Linked DNA regions of Pan troglodytes: region 2 is linked to region 1. The links are chromatin contacts, called in public Hi-C maps. All regions are on one chromosome and are shown on one strand. The core of a region is the stretch at or near the end of the contact, and the rest is flanking DNA. Distances in the headings are between cores, read along the strand shown.

Region 1 (5,461 bases), core at 253-2,752:
AGAAATCAGCTGTCTTAAGCCAGATAGTAGAGATTTTCAGAAATGTAAAACAATGTCATGTTAATTTTCTAAATGTGGGTGTTTTTTGGTTTAGGAAAATAGTTACTTTTTATAAAAATATGTTAATTGTGTTATAATTAATTGCTTTATTGTGATAATGTTTAAATAAATATATTTTAAATTCCTCAGCTTTAATTTCTAAAACTGTAAATATTAATAGGTATAATCCTTATAAACAAAAACTCTTTTTCATCCTTAATAATTTCTTTAAGAGTGTAAAGGAAGCCAGGCAAGGTGGCTTGCATCTATAATCCCAGTGCTTTGGGAGGCTGAAGTGGGAGGATTGCTTGAGCATAGTAAAACACCATCTCCACAAACAGCAACAACAAAACCCAGACTGTAAAGGAATCCTGAGACCAAACAGTTTGAGAACTGCATGTCTAGTGGATAAGCACCGAGGCTCTGGAGTTAGTATGCTTGGTTTGAATCCTGGCTTTGTGATCTTAGGCAAGTTACTTGACCAGAGACTTAATTTCCTTATCAGTAAACTAGGCTATGTCACAGTTATTGTGAGCAACAAATGAAATAATGCATTATTCATTATTTCATAAACGATCATTTCATGAATATTTCATCAAGTAATTTATTGAATACTGTATCTATGTATACAAAACCCTGTGGTTGCTGCTTTGAAGGATGTAAAATGACACAAGCCACAGCTCCCACTAGCAAGAGGTTTGCTGTCAAGGGCGAGATTTCTGGATTTATAGTTAGCAACTTTGGGTTCAATTCCCAGTTCCACCCTTGACCAGCTGATCTGACTTTCAGCATGCCACTTGCCGTTGGCTAAGGCCAGATCCTGAAGGCATCTTCGATGGTCCACAGAGTAGACAGTAAATTCCCACTTGCATCTTTGAAGCATCACTGCCTCCTGCCTCAGTTTAACAATTGGTTTTGTCCTTCCCTTTGAAAATGAACTGCACTACCTTTCCTCCCAAGCTAATGTAACCATGCCACTAGAGGGCACTTCCTGCCTTCTCAGTCAGTCAGTCGCAGCTTCCTCTAATTTGGAAATGATCTTTCAGCTGAGATGGGTGGTACGTTGAGATTCGATGTCTTTAGGATTTCCTCAGCTTGATGGATGTGGTAAGTTTTGCCCGAAAATCCTGATTGTTTTTTGCTCTTTCCGTTTTTCTTGTTTTTTTCTTTTACATCAAACTTCTTTTAATAAAACTGGGGTGGAGAGGTTGGTGGAAGGGAGAGCGCTGTTACCACCGCCACCTGACATTGATAAGTACTTACTTGCTGCCAGATCAGTGCTAAGTGCCTCACACGCATCGTCCTTTGGACTCTCAGAGAAACGCCATGGGGTGTGGGTATGCGTGAGCATTCATTATTGACGGTTGGAAACTTGGGCCCTGATTGGTTAAGTAACTTTTGCAACATCCAGCTAGAAGGCACACTTGGTACCACGAAGCGGTCTCCATAGAAGCTGGCCTCACCTGGCTGTTAAGCAGGGAGCGGCGGGTCTTGCTGCTCTAGGACAGTAGTTCTCAGCCTTATCAGACATAAAAGCCCCTTTCTGTATGAAACATTTCGTAACACCTCCTGTACTATCCTGAAGTGATATCCACAGGCAGTGTGTGCCTATGCTTACATGTCCGCTTACATACAATGCAAAGGAAACCTTCTCCTTTTAGGAAAGTATGTCTTACAAGTATTAGGCTTGTCTATCTACACCAGAGGACAAAGGTGCCGGGCTAATTTCCAAACTGCCCACCAGGGGGCGGCATACCACTTTCCCTGCTGCGATCTGCTTGCACAGACAGTCCCCCTCCGTGGTGGCTTTGGCTGTTTCCCCTTCAACTGGAATTGCCCCGTTAGACTCTTCCTGATGTCCCCGGAGTGGTACAGGGGGTTGTGGTGGAGAGTGAGGCGAAGAAGTCACAGAGCGTGGAGCTGACCCTCATGTTAGTGTGATAGATTTCTAGTCACGTGTACCCACCGTGAGTACAGTCAGATGCTTTAAAATTTTAGTTTCCTTAATGAGTGATTTGCTTACAAAGTGATTAGGAAGTAATATGTTTATTTTCATTGATACTGCTTTAAAAATTTTTAATATTATAGCCAGTGAGCAGTATTCGTTTAATATTTTTCTTTAAATCAATTCGATTTTCTTTAACATGAATACATATATTTAAACGGAAACTTTAATGTGTCAATGGAAAACTTGCATCATTTGACATAATCGGAGGGTAACCAAGACGAAAAGAAAAAAAGCAATGGTACTAAGTTCTTGCTGATACTGATGCGGTTTCCCACCAAGGATCCATTTTCTCTCTTAAAAGAGTTTCTTAAAGAAATATTTAAGGAAAGCTGTTAAAGATATATTAGCACTGAATTGAGATTATCCTTAAAGTAATCAGAGAGACTAAAAGAGAAGTGAAAAGGGAATAGTTTTCTCATGATGTCGACCAACATTATTTTATTTTTATTTTTTAATTTCAATAGTTTTTGGGGAACAGGTGGTATTTGGTTACATGGATAAGCTCTTTAGTGGTGATTTCTGAGATTTCGGTGCGCCCATCACCAGAGCAGTGTACACTGTACCCAATGTCCCGTCTTTTGTCCCTCACCCCTCTCACCCTTTCCCCCGGAGTCCCTAAAGTCCATTATATCATTCTTATGCCTTTGCATCCTCATAGCTTAGCTCCCACTTAAAAGTGAGAACATACGATATTTGGTTTTCCATTTCTGAGTTACTTCACTTAGGATAATAGTTTCCAACTCCATCCGGGTTGCCGCGAATGCCATGATTTCATTCCTTTTTGTGGCTGAGTAGTATTCCATGGGGTATATATACCACGTTTTCTTTATCCACTCGTTGGTTGGTGGGCATTTAGGTTGGTTCCATATTTTTGTAATTGTGAATTGTGATGCTATAAACATGAGTGTGCGTGTGTCATTTTCATGTAATGACTTCTTTTCCTTTGGGTGGATACCCAGTAGTGGGATTGCTGGATCGAATAGCAGATCCACTTTTAAGATCAACACTATTTAAAGTTTTATCTGTGTACCAGTAAAATCATCTCCTATATATCAGTGGACACAGTGTCTCCCCCTGTGGAGACAGTGGATGGCTTCCTGGGCTGGAGTCGAGGGACTGCTTGCTAGCTGTGTGTTCTGCACTGGTTGCTTGCCCTCCCTGAGCCTTGCTGTCCTCATGTATAAAATGAAGAGGTTGGAGGAGATAATCGCTGTAATTCTTTGGGATCTAATGGTCTAAGACTCTCTGAAGTACTGATTCTTATTGGAAGGAGATACAGTACTTAGCAGGACATCCTCTTTTTTGTGTGCCTACAGCCTTTGAAGGGGCAGGGAAAGCTGCAGATTCTCCAAAATCCCAGCTGACACCCCCGTCTCTTGAGAGGCAATTCAACCTCCAGGAAGAGCCAGCAGCTTAGACCCTGGAGTCCAAGAGACCTGGATTTAAATCGTTGCTCTGCCTTCTACTAGTTTTGTAACTTTCAGCAGATCACTGAACCTCTTTGGCTTCAGCTCCCTTGTCTATAAATTAGGAACAATAATGCTATTTATCCTTATTTTGAAGATCAAATTATTATATGCATGGTAATTGCTTACCATAGTGTCTGGACCATAACTTAGCTGTTATTATGGTAATTCCTAAGGTTCTTCAAAAATGAAACAAATTTCCTGGAAGTAAGCCACTGGAGAAGTTATTTGGTGGCCCTGCCCCCAATATTTTAAACCCATGAGATGAAATGAATATCATGAGCACCCAAGAAAGGGAAGCCTTGTTTGAGAAAGGTGAGTGTGAATGTACAAGGCTGCCTACTCCCATGTGGCCTTGGGTGTGGTGTGAGAGACCAGTGTTATTTGTGTGGGACTTTACAAAATATTAAACTTTTTTTGGTTTTAAAGTACTAGTTGAGCAACTTGTGGCTTTCCAGCCCACAGGCTTCCTGAGTCTCTGCTTGGTCCCTATGTGCAGGTGCTTACAAGTTGTGGGGACAGGGAAGTGTGGGGGAAAAGTAGAGGGGTAGGGTTTACCCCTGGTGGCCCTTGATTGGCTCCATCACCACTGCAAGCCTGTTCTAACCTGGCCAGGGCTGGATGAGGTGGCTGGGGCAGTGGAATCCTGATGTTTAGAAAAGCTGCATTGCTCATGCTGGGAAACTCCTTCCTGTGAGGTCTTTGCTGCCAGTTCTGGGACATTCCTGACCAGATAGAATTCTCCTGATGGAGATATTTCATTGGGATGATAATATGAATGCTACCTAAAGCATGGAGAGTTTTGGTATTTGAGCTGTGGACCTAGGTTTTCATCCTGACATGACCACTCACCAGCTCTGTGACCTTGGGAAAGATACTGAACACCCTTGGTTCTTTCTTTCCTTATCTGTAAAATGAAAGAGTACCATACCAGTGGTTGTGAGTGAGCATGTGTGTGTGTGTGTGTGCGTGGTTGATAGATCACAAAGCCTTTTGAAGAGCTAATGAGAGTTATAGACCCTGTCTCCAGAAAAGCATAGGTCCCCATTACATTTTATATATAATTCCAGGGTTTTAAAAGACTTCCCATCCCCCAAACCCATCCATAGATTCCAGAGTACAAACAGTGGTTCTATGCCTCATTTAGCCTATAAGCCTCTGTGAAGCCCATGGCTTCCAATTTGGCTTCCCTACTCAACCCAAACCAAATGTAGATTCTGTTCATTTGTAAACTTCTGTTTAGTATATTCTCCCTAAAATACCAACTCAGCCCAACAGGGCCTTGGAAAAAATGTGCTACCAAGGCCATTGTGTATGAAAGTGCAGTTATTCCCTGCACAGGGCACCCTCCACTGCTTAATCAGGCCTTTTCCTAATTAACACATAGGTGGGCCCGGGCCACCAGCAGCTTTTGCAACATATACGTGGGCACCAAATATAAGGTCCAGCAGGAGATTCTCCATCTAAAGACTTGACCTGCATCTGGTTCTCTCTGTGAAGCAGTGGTTAGGAAGAGGGGTCGATAGGCTAGAAAACACACTCAAAGAAGGCTCAGGCAAGGCTGAGCTCCTTGAACTAGTTGGGACTTTTTTATGGAAAGAAACTGGAGTTTCTTAATTGCCACTGGAGTTCTTAGTTGCAGACAACAGAAACCAGTCCTGGCTGATTTAAGCAGAAAAGGAATCAATTGAGAGCATGTCAAGTGGTTCAGAGAAATGCCAGGAAAATGATAGAAGAGGCACCAGATAAAGGGAGGTAACAAGGAAGGTCAGGCATCGGCCAGGGTAGCAGTCTGGGTGATGACACAGCGCCAACCTGGCATGGATGCCACTGACACTGAAAACCCTAGCTTACACAGCCAGCACAGGTGACACAGGATGCTGCTGCTATTGCCGCCACTATTACGATGGGTTCATGGCATATGCATATCTAATTGGTTGAACCTGGG
Region 2 (5,743 bases), core at 2,031-4,530, 68 kb after region 1:
TGTATCTGAGTCTCCTATCCTGTCATGGCTGAGAACTCAGTCTTCAAGTTTACTCTGGGATCCCCTTGGCCAAGAAATGGTCCGTTCAGTCAGTTGGTGGGGGAGGGGGGAGCTTTGAATTTTACTTTTAGTTTATGATATATAGTTGCATGACCTTGAGCAAGTTGCTTTTCTCTGCCTTATTTTCCTTGTCTCTTAAGATGAGACTCACATTAGTTGCTACCTTAGCGGATTGTTTTCGGATTGAGACAATAGCACTGTGCCCAGTACATGTTAAGCACTCAATATATTTAAACTGTTATCATTGCTATTGTTGTTTTATCTCAATGAACTTCTAAAGTGCCTCTTAGGAGGGTAGAATAGGTATTATTAACCCCATTTTACAGCCTCAGAAACTGAAGCAAAGGATATTTAAGACTCATTATGACATCATACTGCTTCACTATTGCTGGCAGGATAAAACTAGGACTTAGTTTTCCTAACTTCACGTGGACTGGACAAGGGACAGGTTCTGTATGTGTGTTCTAGAAAGGGGGACAGAATTTATTTTTTGAAAAGGCAATATAAGCACATAAGTAAAATTCTGCAAGAAGGTGTGCAGTGAAAAATAAACCTCCTTCCTATCCCCCTCATCTCCAGTTCTTTGGTCCCTTTCTGTTGACAGATCCTGTGCATCTTTCAGGAGCTGTTTCATGCATACACAAGCCTAGTGTGTGTGTGTGTGTGTGTGTGTGTGTGTGTGTGTGTATCCCAGGGGACTGTTTCTACAAAAGGCCCCTTCCTGCTCCTGTCCCTGATCCAGGTGTGTGTGTGTGTGGTGTACATGTGTGTGGGGTGTGAGGGGTGTGTCTGTGTGCATGTGTGTGTATGGTGTACATGTGTGTGGGGTGTAAGGTGTGTGTGGTGTATGTGTGTGGGGTGTAAGGGTTGTGTGTGTGTGGGGGTGTGTGTGTGGAGCCTGTGTGTGTACGTGTGTGTGGGGTGTGAGGGTGTGTGTATGGGGTGTGAGGTGTGTGTGTGCACGTGTGTGTATGGTGTACGTGTGTAGGGTGTAAGGTGTGTGTGTGTGGTGTATGTGTATGTGGGGTGTAAGGGGTGTGTGTGGGGTGTGTGTGGGGTGTGTGTGTATGTGTGTGGAGTCTGTGTGTGTGTGGGGTGTGAGAGGTGTGCGTGTGCAGTGTGCGTATGTGTGTGTGAGGTGTGGGGTGTATGTGTGTGTGAGGGGTGTGTGTATGTGTGTGGTATGTGGGGTGTGTGTGTGAGACATGTGTATTTGTGTGTGTGGTGTGTGTGGGGTGTGAGGGGTGTGTGTGTGTGGTGTATGTCTGTGTGTGGGGTGTGAAGGGTGTGTGTTTTAGGTGTATGTGTGTGTGGTGTATGTATGTGTGGGGTGTGATGGGTGTGTGTGTGGTGTATGTGTGTGAGGGGTGTGTGTGTGTGTGGTGTCTGTGTGTGTGTGGTGTCTGTGTGGGGTGTGAGGGGTGTATGTGGGGTGTGTGTGGTGTATTTGTGTATGAGGTGTGAGGGGTGTGTGTGTGTGGTGTGCGTGAGGGGTGTATGTGTATGTGTGCATGTGGTATGTGTGTGGTTTATGTGTGTGTGGGGTGTGTGTGGGGTGTGTGTGTGTGGGGTGTGTGGGGTATATGTGTGTGTATGTGTGTGTGGGGTATGTATGGCAGGCCCAGTCTAGTGCTGTTTCCCTGCTTTCTTAGACCCTCTTCTCAGAACCTTGGAGTTCCTGACTGTGTGAGAAGGCATAGGCAGGTGGCCTGGTGGTGTGAACACTGGGCCACTGTCCCTTTTCTTCCCCTGGCTTTTATCTCCTTCTTAAGATGCTGTCATTTTCCCGGCGGTCCTGACCTTCCTGGGGAATACTGATGGGGAATCCCAGGTCCCAAACTGCCGACTGTCAGGCCTGGAGCACAGGACAGGTCCCAGGGGTGCAGGTCACAGGCCCAGGGACCCTGTCTCTTTGGCTCTTCCCTTCTCTCCTGGGGCCTCTGCTCGCCTGGCTTCTGGGGAAATGTCAGACGTGTTCAGCTTCAGTAATCCTGCCACTTTCCCAGCCATGAGGAAAAATCTATGTGTTTATTATTATTATTGTTACTACTACTATTTAACATCTAGAAGCTTTTCCCTGACAAACAAAGAGTGGCCTTGGCTGCCTGCTACCTTGGCCAGGAGATAAGGGACAGGGCAGGCTGAGAACACAAGTCCTTTTTGGGGTCTGCTTGGTGTGTGGTGAAGCCAGGGGAAGAGAAGGGACAGTGGCCCAGTGTTAACACCACCAGGCCACCTGCCTGTGCCTTCTCACACAGAGTCAGGAACTCCAAAGTTCTGAGAAAAGGATCTAAGAAAGCAGGGAAACAGCGCTGGCCTGGGCCTGCCATACATACCCCCAACACACATACACACACACATACCAGCAGTGAAGGCAGTGGAGAAGAGACCACCTCCTGTCAGAGCCAGTCCTCACAAGCGTGTACGCATCACAGCGGAGTTCTGGGCTCCCCGGCTGCTGGTTCCTCCAGCTTCCGCCTCTGGTTTCCCTCTTCCCTGGCCTGGGAACGTAGAAGGGTGCAGGGTGAAAGACTTGGTCTTCTACCGCATGGATTCTCTGAGCTGCCCCAGCAGGACCGTGACTCTCTGAAGCCTGAAACGATTTGAACAGCCCCCTGTCGGGCAGCTCCTCACTGGCTGACGTTGGCTTGAACATGTCAGTCATGGAGAACTCACCACTTCCTGAATCTCTCCATTGCAGTCTTGGATGGTTCTAGAGAGAGGAGCAGAACTGGAATATGTGGCTACAGCTATGTGAATTGACAGCTTCTGGGCTTTGAACCGCAAATTCCTCTTTCACTTAAAAATCCTTTGGGCTCTTGCCCTTTGTGTCTGTAGCTCTTGGGACGTTTTTCTTAGGGACAGGCTTCCAGTGTCCCGTCTAACACTTGGGCGAGCTGGGCCCGTTGTTCGTGGGAAGGGGTGTAAGTGTAGGGGAAATCCATTTGTCACAAGAGAGAATCAGGTAGGGGAGGGACAAGGTGACTTCTCAGGTTCTGTTCTTATGCATCTGGACTCCCACCTTCCCTCATTCTATGAAGAAGCTGGAGAGTCCGTCATTCTTGGACCTTTCCCTCAGTGCAAGGAAAACAAGTTGGAGAAGTGACAGTGTCCTGGGATGAGCCCAGCAGCTTTCTTTCCTTTCTCACTCAGCCTCTGTCTCTCTCCCCACAACCGTTTCCTGCCTGGGGCGGTACAGCCAGCAGCCAGTGCGCCTGAGCCCTGTTATTTAAAATTCAGCCGTCACCATGGCAACCTGCATCTTGCTCCATTTCAACCAGAGATACAAAGAAGCAGTGAAAGGGAAAGTTTAATAATGTTTTCTTTTTTTTCTTTTTTTATGAATCTCACTGACTCTCCATCTTTTTGTGAAATAGAAATGTTTCATTTTAGTGGCATTATCAAAATGTCATTCGTTTTCAGACCCCGTGGCTTCTGGAGGGTCAAAGTCATCACTTGCTTTCTAGGGCTGCCGCTGTCACCCCGTTTCCCCCTTCAGAATGGATGATGAGTGTTATTCCGCATTTAGGCTTTTTGAAAGATTTGCGGTTGGACTAAGTTTAGAGAGTGTTTATGGCTTTATTCTCCCTTCCCTTTCCCTGGTATCAAATCTCAGAGTCACGGCAAGGTAAAAAAAGCTAGAAGAGTCTTTAAAGATCACTGACTCTGGGGTGCCATTTTTGTTTCAGTGTGTGTAGTACCTCTTCCCCAGCATTCTGAGAGTGCTTCCTCATTACTGTCATGGAGCTTGGCCTCTGGGTGGTGTTTCTGTGATTCATGTGGAGCCAAGAATTTCCCGTAACCACTGTGACTGGCTCATGAATGAGTATACGGCCCAAAAGGTATGGCTGAGCTGCAGTTCTGGGTCTGAGAGAGAGCCTCTTTATTTTTCTGCTGAGGGGATGAAAGCCTGGAGCTGCCAGAGACCCTCACAGAGAAGGAACTTGCCTACAAGTGGAGTGAACACAAAGGGAAGCAGAGCTGATGGATGGAGAAGAGAAACCAGGCTTGGATGACGTTGCTTGATATCTTAGATCGAGGCAACCCTGAATCCATGGCTTTGCAGTTTCATGAGCAATATATTCCATTTTTTTACTTTAAGCCAGCTTCAGCTGGGGTTTCTGACACCAGAACACCACGACTTTGATGTTACATACCTCAAGCTCCTTCTTTTGCAAATGAAAGCATGGAGACCCAGTGCAGGGAGGTAGCATCCAAGGCCACACAGAGAGGCAGCTCTGAAGGTCAGGTCTCCTGGTGTCCTCAAAGCCTTTCAATCTGTCGTCCTTCGGTCCTCTGTTTTCAGGCAGATTCTGTTACCTTTGCAGGAACAAAAGCTGAGCCTATGGATGCTTATGATCAAAAAGTGTAATTACAGTAAAGACCCTTGCTCAACTACTCATCCCAGGGTGAGGGTGAGCATTTGGGGTGATGTCCAAGGAAAGTGTCCACCCTCGGCTTGTACAAGGAAAGTGCTCACAGTTGGCTCTGCATAGCCCTGTGGACAGACCCTAGGTACACTTTGCCTGTTTTCTTCATTGAGACAAGATCTGTTTGTTCAGTCTGCAAACAAATGTCACACATTCAACCAACACTTACAATTTTATTAATTTAATTGAACAGCATTAATTGAGGGCCTCCTATGTGCTAATCACTGTTTTGGGGGCACAGATTCAATGGTCAATAAAGGGAGGCTCAGTGCCTAAGCTCATGGAGCTTATATAATTTACTGTGGACATGAAAATAACCAGAGATACATAAAACTAAGGACTGTAAAAAAGTCTTATGCTTGGAAATTTCCCCATACCATGAGAGCATAAGACGAGGGCCCATCTCATTTTCAGAGTTGGAAGGAGCCTTGAGCTGAGATGGGCAGAAGGAGCAGGAGTTAGATGAGCAAAGGGAGGTGGGGTTGGGGACTAGGGGACTGAACCTTCAAAGCTGGGAAAAGGGGAAGGCAGGACTTTGAATTAATTCATGCCAGTGTTGGCAGGGGGCACCATCTGCCAATGTCCTTCTCTTTTGCCACTTTAAGTCTTTCTGTTCCTGCCCTATAGATTCTCTGAGCCCCCTTATTCCCACGACTCCCTAAGTCAGTTATATAATCTATTTTCCAACCCAGGACCTTGGATGCCTAAGTTAAGATCTGTTTCGGGCTAAAGACTAGATAGTAGCGTTTTTGTGTGTGAGACTAAACATCATTCCCATGATAACGAGGTCTGCTTTTAAAGAGAAAGATGTGGGTTGCCTTTATCCTTCCTGAAAAGTGCTATAACTTCTCGAATCTAACTTCCGTTTGATTTGCTGTCTGCTGGTGAATGTGACTGTAGTAAAGTTTATTGCCACTAGAGGGCAGGAACACCAAGGCAAAGGACTGAGAAGCGTGAGACCAGGGCTATGAAGTCTGCAGGCACACCCAGATAACCCGATAGGGTTTGCACTGGTGTGGGACGTGTCAAATTCCAAGCCCAAACTCTGCGTGTCTGAATTCAGATACATCGTCTACACACTCAGATGATTTCATTCTGCATACTGTAATCACTATAGATGCTGGTGCCAGCAAAGAAAGAATAAAAAAGGACTTTTGGTGGGGGAGGTTCCTGCTGTTTATAAAACAACGAAATAATGTGTTGAATTTCACCTTAAAGAGTCCTTTAAAATGTTCCCAGGAGTCAGAGGACCC

The links. Hi-C and Micro-C count contacts between places; a contact is called where the count stands out from the background.
Region 2: a Hi-C map of a lymphoblastoid cell line shows a contact between it and region 1, with 4 times the contacts expected there. The contact joins two enhancer-like sites. A contact is called at or near these places in 2 of 7 Hi-C or Micro-C datasets (induced pluripotent stem cells and a lymphoblastoid cell line).

The regions. Positions count from the first base shown.
Region 1 is chr4:158,130,804-158,136,264 of NHGRI_mPanTro3-v2.0_pri, forward strand. No RefSeq gene overlaps it. Among named protein-coding and RNA genes, the nearest start is that of PTTG1, 18 kb to the left of the region's middle. Within about 2 kb of position 1,503, at least 7 of the 24 cell types and tissues checked have an H3K27ac peak or open chromatin away from gene starts, as enhancers often do. A contact at or near this core is called in a lymphoblastoid cell line, where this site is marked.
Region 2 is chr4:158,196,586-158,202,328 of NHGRI_mPanTro3-v2.0_pri, forward strand. No RefSeq gene overlaps it. Among named protein-coding and RNA genes, the nearest start is that of MIR146A, 21 kb to the left of the region's middle. Within about 2 kb of position 3,281, at least 10 of the 24 cell types and tissues checked have an H3K27ac peak or open chromatin away from gene starts, as enhancers often do. A contact at or near this core is called in a lymphoblastoid cell line, where this site is marked.